Regions from separate parts of the Mus musculus genome. Here region 2 is linked to region 1. A link is a contact called in public Hi-C data. All regions are on one chromosome and are shown on one strand. Each heading gives the region's core, a stretch centred on a gene start, on an enhancer-like site or on the middle of the called end of the contact. The rest is flanking DNA. Distances are from core to core; before and after follow the strand shown. Region 1 holds the start of Chrna1os (cholinergic receptor, nicotinic, alpha polypeptide 1 (muscle), opposite strand). Region 2 overlaps Chn1 (chimerin 1).

The links. A called contact is a pair of places that touch in the nucleus more often than the background predicts.
Region 2: a contact with region 1 is called in a Hi-C map of cortical neurons, with 2.3 times the contacts expected there. The contact joins the enhancer-like site here to the promoter of Chrna1os in region 1. A contact is called at or near these places in 7 of 39 promoter capture datasets (the SN4741 cell line, cranial neural crest, embryonic stem cells and 4 more), 4 of 484 Hi-C or Micro-C datasets (cerebral cortex, cortical neurons, embryonic fibroblasts and 1 more), 2 of 115 datasets of contacts at active chromatin or transcription factors (embryonic stem cells and neural progenitor cells) and 3 of 9 other capture datasets (adipose tissue, liver and pancreatic islet).

Annotation. Positions count from the first base shown.
Region 1 is chr2:73,582,965-73,586,676 of GRCm38.p6, reverse strand. It overlaps Chrna1os (cholinergic receptor, nicotinic, alpha polypeptide 1 (muscle), opposite strand), which reads right to left and starts at 1,817. Exons shown (of 2, transcript NR_153820.1): 1 at 1,670-1,817.
Region 2 is chr2:73,630,371-73,634,082 of GRCm38.p6, reverse strand. Chn1 (chimerin 1) reads left to right here. Exons shown (of 13, transcript NM_001113246.2): 8 at 2,253-2,337. Among named protein-coding and RNA genes, the nearest start is that of Chn1os3, 36 kb to the right of the region's middle. Within about 2 kb of position 2,157, at least 11 of the 459 cell types and tissues checked have an H3K27ac peak or open chromatin away from gene starts, as enhancers often do. A contact at or near this core is called in adipose tissue and cortical neurons, where this site is marked.

The DNA.
Region 1 (3,712 bases), core at 568-3,067:
CTGACAGGAACTGACACAGAGCAAGAACTCAAGGCAGGAGCTGATTGGTGCAGAGGCCATGGATGGGTGCCATTTACTGGCTTGCTCCTATGGCTTGCTCTGCCTGCGCTCTGGATGCTAACCCAGGAACATCAGAACTGGCATCAGAAACGTCCCATTCTGGAGCCGGGGAGATGGCTCAGTGAGTAAAGTACTTGCCACACAAGAAAGAGGACCTGGTTTCAGATCATTAGCATCCACATAGGCATCTGGGCATGGTGCCCTGTGTCTGTAATCCCAGAGCCGGGGAGGTAGAGACAGATGAACCCATGCAGTTTGCTGACCTGCCAATCTAGCTTAATCGTTGAGTTCCAGGTTTAGTAAAAGACCCTATCTCAAGGAAGGTGTGACTAGGCATGGTGGCACACAGCATTAATGCCAGCGCCCCAGAGGCAGAGTCAGGTGGGTCTCTTTGAGTTCAGGGCCAGTCTGGTCTACAAAGCGATATCCAGAACAGCCAGAAGAAAGAAAGAAAGAAAGAAAGAAAGAAAGAAAGAAAGAAAGAAAGAAAGAAAGAGAGAAAGAAAGAAAGACAGTGAAGAGTGATTGAGAAAGCTGGCCTTCAATTGCCCAACATACATATATACATACATACATGTGTACACACAGACCACACACATGAACATATATACACACAAAGAAACATCAAATTCTGGCTTGTCTGCAACTTGTAGTCTAAGTGAACTCGGACACATCACAGGTAACTGATAAATTATTTCTCTGGCGGAGAAATGAGCCAATTCAAGCCAGATTAGCGATATTTATAAAGGCAGGTTTATTGGGAAACTGCACACAGGAGAGATCACTGGTTCCAAGAAATGAGGCCAAGTCGCCATGGAGAGGGAGACAGAGGGGGTGGGGGGAGTGGAGGAGGGAGGAAGAGAAAGAGAGAAAGCTCGCACAGAGAAAGGGAGAAAAGAGAGAAGGGCGGAGAGCGGAATGTCTGATTCATAAAGGGAAGAGCCTCTGGGGGGAGGGGAAGCCCAACCTCTGGGCTGGGAAGTTTAGAGTAGAGGGCATGCTTTGCCAGGTAGGTACTGAGGGATGCTGGGAGAACCCGGAAGCCAGGTCCACTTTGGTATGTTAAATATTCAGCCCAGTTTCTTGTTCTGGGTCTGAATCCCAACAGTAACACCACTCCGCTGAGGAGAGCGAAAAGGGAGACGTCAGGACTCTCTCCCTGACTCAGGGATGATGTCCTCTTCCGCTCTCAGAAAGGGAGAGCTTGTAACTAGATAGGACCGCCATGCCTACTGCTGTGAACCACAGCTCCAAGACTCAGAGGCCGCGAAAGAATCGAAGAATCTGGCTTGTGTCTCATAGGAAGCACTGTGTGATCCATTTGATCACAAAACTATCAACTTGAAGTGCATGGTTCAGAGCTTGTCTGTGTGTTTGGGGGTGGAGGTGAGTCTGATAGCACAGCACATACCTGTAAATATAAACACTCAGGGAATGAGGCCGGGGAATTGCAGATTAGCTTGGAGCATATAGAAAGACCCTGTCTGACAACAAAAATTCCAAACAATAACAAAATAGAATTTAAAAGTCCGAGCATTTCCGACAGACCAAGATAAAGGCAGATTCCTGGATAAGATTTGTCGGCCTTGGGAAAAAAAAAAAAACAAACCGTCAAATTCATTGCAGCCAGCTCTCCGACTGTTCAGTTCCTCCGGACTTCATGCCGCACAATGTCAGGAGCTGAGCTGGACTTTTGCTGAGACCCTTCTGAGGGGAGTCCTAGGCTGGCTTGCTTGGTGTTTCCGCTTGTGGATAGCAAAAGGCTTCAGAGCCCCGCGGGGGGGGGGGGGGGGGGCGGCCCTTTCAGAGAGGGCTCTGCGGCTGGATCACCACTTCAATGACCGTCTGTTGCCACCTGCTGGCCGCTGGGCTGCTGCACAGCACTGCACAAGGATGTTTCACGGGTTGAGGGGCGGGGGTGGGGGTGGGGGCTCCTAGGAGCCCCAAATGTGGTGGCACAGGACTTTTATCCCAGAAGTAGGTGAGTTCAAGTTCAGTCTTGTCTGCATAGCTAGTTCCAGGCTAGGCAGGGACCCCGTCTCAGTTAAAATAAAATTAAAATTCGGGTGGGACATAGGCAGCACTAATTAGGTTGGGTTGTAATTTTGTTTAAAAGAATAGGATGTGAATTTGGGAAGAGGATGGGCACAGGAGGAGTTGAGGGTGGGGGTTGGAAGTAGGTGTAACCTAAATACATTGTATACATACATGAAATTATGTAACAATATAATATAAAAATCTAATAAAGAATAAACTTTGTAATATGTGAATGGGGATAGAAGTGACAGATCCACTGTAATCCGTTCATCAAACCATGAAACTCAGTGAAACTCAGCTTTTGATTGCTTCTGTATCATGTCGTTTGATGAGCTTTTATAGATATGTTCTCTTTCATTCATTCACTAGTCAGTCATAAACACTTTGGAGGGACCCAGAATGGCACTGGCGTTATTGATAGAATGAGGGTCACATTCTCATTGTTGCCTCAAATAAAAGCAAGCAGTACAATCTATCCTAGTCTATTATTATTTTGATACAGGTCTGACAATAGCCTGGGCTGACCTGGAACCAGTAATCCTCTTGCCTCAGCCTCTGCAGTGGTGGGATTCCAGGCTGAGCTACCACACCCTGCCACTCTACTCTTGAATTATAATTTACTTCCACTTACCCCTCAGCAACAACGACTTACTGACTCTCCATCCTCCACAGGCTGAAGCAACAACCAAGAGCAAAGAGACCCAGGCATGACTCTTGTCACTGTAAAGTCCAGTAGAAGAGACAGATGTTGATCAACTGCAGAATTGACATCACAGTGCAATGTGGTAGGGTCAAAGGAACAGTTCCAATAAAAGGGGCCTCAGAGACCTCCTAAGTTCTAGATAGAGACTCAGGCTATTTGGTATGCACTGAAGTTACTTAAGCACTTCTGCCTTGGGGGGAGTGTAACCCAGTGGGCTGATCTGTATGTATAAAGATTCTCACCGCATGATTTTTTTATACAAGCTAATGCACACGGAGATATAAAGAAAGCTGCCCAAGTATCCAAAGATAAGAGTTGCTTAAGCAAATTATGGTATACTAAAAAAAAAAAAAAATCTAGAGCCACTGGATACGTCTCTTTTCTTCCTGCTCTTGGCTACACACTCACTGTTACTGGATCATTGTGATCTTCATGCAAATACGTTGTGAATTCTCCTCTTGAAAATAAGAAGGCCCCACCTCAATTTTTCCCCTACATCCCTCACTGTCTCCCACACGCCTCTTTGTCACCCTTTGCAAAGGTGCATCCCCAATTCTGCCCCCTCCTAAATCTGCTCTGGCCAGGACGCTGTGTGTGTCAAAGTCACCAGTGGTCTCCATGTCACTAAGTCCCACACTCATGTCACATGTGGTCCACTAGCAGTGCCAACACAGCCTCCCAGGGTCCTAACTGTCCCCTGCTCAGGTCCTCCTTCGGGCCCCCAGAGCTGTTCTGCCTTTCATTTTCCTCCCGTGTCTGGCTTCCTCTTTCCCAGTCTTCATTGCTCCCTCCTCCCTCCTCCCAAGCTTTGAATGTTCATTTTCTTCTCTACCTGCATTCACACCTTTAACCTGATCCATTCAAAGCTTTATCTATTTTACTTGTTTTTTAAAAGCTTTTGTCTTTAAATTG
Region 2 (3,712 bases), core at 908-3,407, 47 kb before region 1:
GCAGGAAGGGGCTGTGTTAACGTTGGTAGTCAGTGCTCTTATGTTTAAGTAATAAACCAAGCACCATCCACTATTGGTTGCGTGGTGTAACTTCAGATGCTTCACCACGAGGTAAATGATAGGTACAATGGGGACTTATTCCATATTCCCATTCCATTTTTATTCACCTGGATATTTAGTAAGTAATACATACTTTTCATGAGACCTGGCAATCTGCAGGCCAATTTGTATCCCAAAGACTTTCTCCAAAGTCCCTTTAGGCCACTATAGTGATTTCATCATCATATACATCTTTGCCTGAGCCCATGCCTGTTGTCTGCTTCACATTCCCATCAAAGTGAAGTGAAGTTCTTCCAGGTTGATTCACTCTGAGGAACTCGGTCGGACAAGGGGCATTGGAAGGAATCTGTTGGTCTTGGGCATTGTTCTAGCGAGTTCATGAAATACTTTGAATCTATGGGCTCTGAACATCATTAGCTGTTCAGAGCCAAGTGTGTGCTGCATTCCTGGTCCTTTTCATAAAAGATGTAAGAGGAATTACAGCCTCCTTTTCAAAATTAGCACAAGCTAGGCGGTGGTGGCGCACGCCTTTAATCCCAGCACTTGGGAGGCAGAGGCAGATGGATTTCTGAGTTTGAGGCCAGCCTGGTCTACAAAGTGAGTTCCAGGACAGCCAGGGCTACACAGAGAAACCCTGTCTCAAAAAAAAAGAAAAAAAAATAGCACAAGACCTGGTCCTCACTCAAGCTTGCTTGCTATAGTCACAAACACACACCTATTTAGAATGAACTATGGAGTATCCATTTCAGCCTCATAGGGATATTTTTACCACTTCTATCTAGCACTTTGAATACTATATTTCACTGAATATATTAGGGGTATTTTATTTGATATTTCAATATCTTTTAACTTATAATCGGTGGTGTTTTTGTGATTCACTCAGCATAGTTTTTCTGAATGAAATACGTTATACTTGTGACATTTTGCCTTGAAGAAATAATACATCTGTGTAAAATATACACAAATACATATTCATATCCTAGAGTCATTAGTTTATTTCTGAGTCCCATTTAATAAATTAATATCACAGTTATGAAAAATAACCTTTTTAGCTACATTTTACTCTTTACAGAATTGTTTTGGTAAATTCACACATTGAAATCATCACTCTTGGTGATTTTTGCCATATTTTCTGTTTCCTACAGGAGAAAAATTACCTTAATTAAGTCTAATTGGCAGTAAATTAACTGACCACCTGTATCCTCTCTCTAGTGCATTTTCAACCATAATTTGCCCAAAACTTTAAAAAATATATTTCTATATATTTAAATATATATTTATATAAATGACTTTCAGATATATATTTATCTTTAAATATATGAGTGTGTGTGTGTGTGTGTGTGTGTGTGTGTGTGCGTGCACGCGCGCGCACAAGTGTATTATAAATTTTTTAGACATTGGTTCACTATGTAGCCTTGGCTGAGTGGAAAATCATAGAACCGCCTGCTTCAGCCTCCTCAGTGCTGGGATTTTAAAAGCACAGGCCACTACACGAGGCTAGATTGTTTTCTAATTTTGTTATTTAATGTGTAGAGTTCAGATTCATGGCTTCTCTGTTCTGGTAATATTTTTCACCAGCGTTAGAATCTTTTACTTTTCCTATGCATAAAAGTCTGTGAGAGACAGTGTGACATCACAGACCTGAAATGCCAGCTTTCAGTTTCTCATTAACTGTAGCTTTTGTAGGTATGAAGTGCTGTTGTTTGTTAACATAGTAAATATCAAATGTTTTGGAGAAATTGACTCTTTTTTGTGATTCAGTTGCTCCCAGTGTCACTTTAAGATTTGTGACTTACTGTTGCCACAGAAGCTGGATCATCTGACGAAATTCTTAGATTCAAGACACTGTCAACCCTGCTTCTTACCCTTTAAGCCATTGCCCTCAGACATGCCAGTGTTTGCCTAGCATGCAGAGGAGGCTACTTGTGCCTGAGGAGACTCATTGGAAAATTCCATGGTAGACATTGTTTCCAGAAGGAAATTGCAGTCTATCGATTTGATGTGTCATCGCTTCTAAAAGAAGAAATGAAGCTCTGAAAAAACTGTCACTTGTCATTCCACTCAGTCACATCTTTCTAAATGTAGCGTGCTGCATGAGTTCAGTATGGCTTGTGTAGTGCTGCTTTGATTGATACACGACAGCCTCCTCACAGATGTCTCTCTCCCCTTTCTCCACTTTGCCCATTTTTCAGGTGCATACGTTCCGAGGGCCACACTGGTGTGAATACTGTGCCAACTTCATGTGGGGCCTCATTGCTCAGGGAGTGAAATGTGCAGGTAAGCGCTTCCTCTCCCCATTCCGTCAGCTGCCACGGTGAAGACTGGCTTGTTGTCTGCCCTTTGCTTCCCACTGGCTAGGCAGAGCAGTAGGGGTATGTTTAAGTGCCCAAAAGGAAGAGGCCAGCTTGTTTCAGAAGCTCTAAGAAGGAGATGAAAGCAAGGTGGTTATGTTCAGCATTTGCCCTTGGTGTTGCTTAACTACATCTATAGGTTTTTTAAAGCAGTGTACAAGGACATATGTTGCCTAGGAAACAACATATTTTAAAGCTGACTTGTTAAATGGAGTTGTCCTTACTAAGTTTTTTTTTTAAATCAGTCAAAACTGTAAAAAAAGAAAGTCTGCAAATTTATGTTCAAAGATGATTATCAAATTCCAAAAAAGCACTTAGTCATTAATGTTTTCTTTGTGACACATAAAGATATTGAATGTAACAAATATTTTCTGTGAAAAATGATGATGGTGTTTTAGGTTTGCATTTAGATGAACTGTTCCTCATTAGGAAACACTCGGTGTGGTGGGCTAAAGAGACGGCTCGGAGGTTAGCAGCACTCGTTGTTCTCGTAGAGGACCTGGATTCTGTTCCCAGCACCATGTGGTGGCTCAGAACCATCTGAAGCTCTAGCGCCAGGGGAACCCAGTGCCGCCTTCTGAACTCTGTGCGCACCAGGCAAAACACTCATACACAGACAAGAAAGAAACCTACATTTACATGTAAAAAAAGAAATTCTTGGGGCTGGAAAGATGGCTCAGTGGTTAAGAACGATGACTGTTCTTTCAGAGGACCTGAGTTCAATTCCCAGCACCCACATGGTCTGTAACTCTAGTTCCGGGGATCCAACAGCCTCACACATATGCAAGCAAAATATCAGTGCACATAAAAATAAAAATAAATTATTTTAAAAAAAACAGCAATGGAGAAATTCTTGAGCTGTGCCTATTGGTTCATGGCTTTAATCCCAGCCTTCGGGAGGCAGAGGCAGGTGGATCTCTGAGTTTGAGATTAACCTGGCCTACGGAGTGAGTTCTAGATAGGCAGGGCTACACAGAGAAATTCAAGCTCGAAAAACCAAAAAAGGAAAAAAAAATTCTTGACATATAAAAGCACATTTTAAAGATAATTTAAATTTGTTTCCCCAAATTAGAATCCTGATACCCCTGAATAAATGTAATTTTCTCTGTCCCACCAATGTTTATGTATGTATATGCACAGTGCAGGAATTTGTTACATTTTGTTAAATGAAATAATAATTCACATCATGTGAAATTTATTGGTACAGAACCACTGTTCTCAAAACTTCCCAGACTACCTAATAGCATGGCCTTAAAAATATTATTTAAAATTTAAATATGTAGTATTTGCTCTAAACAATA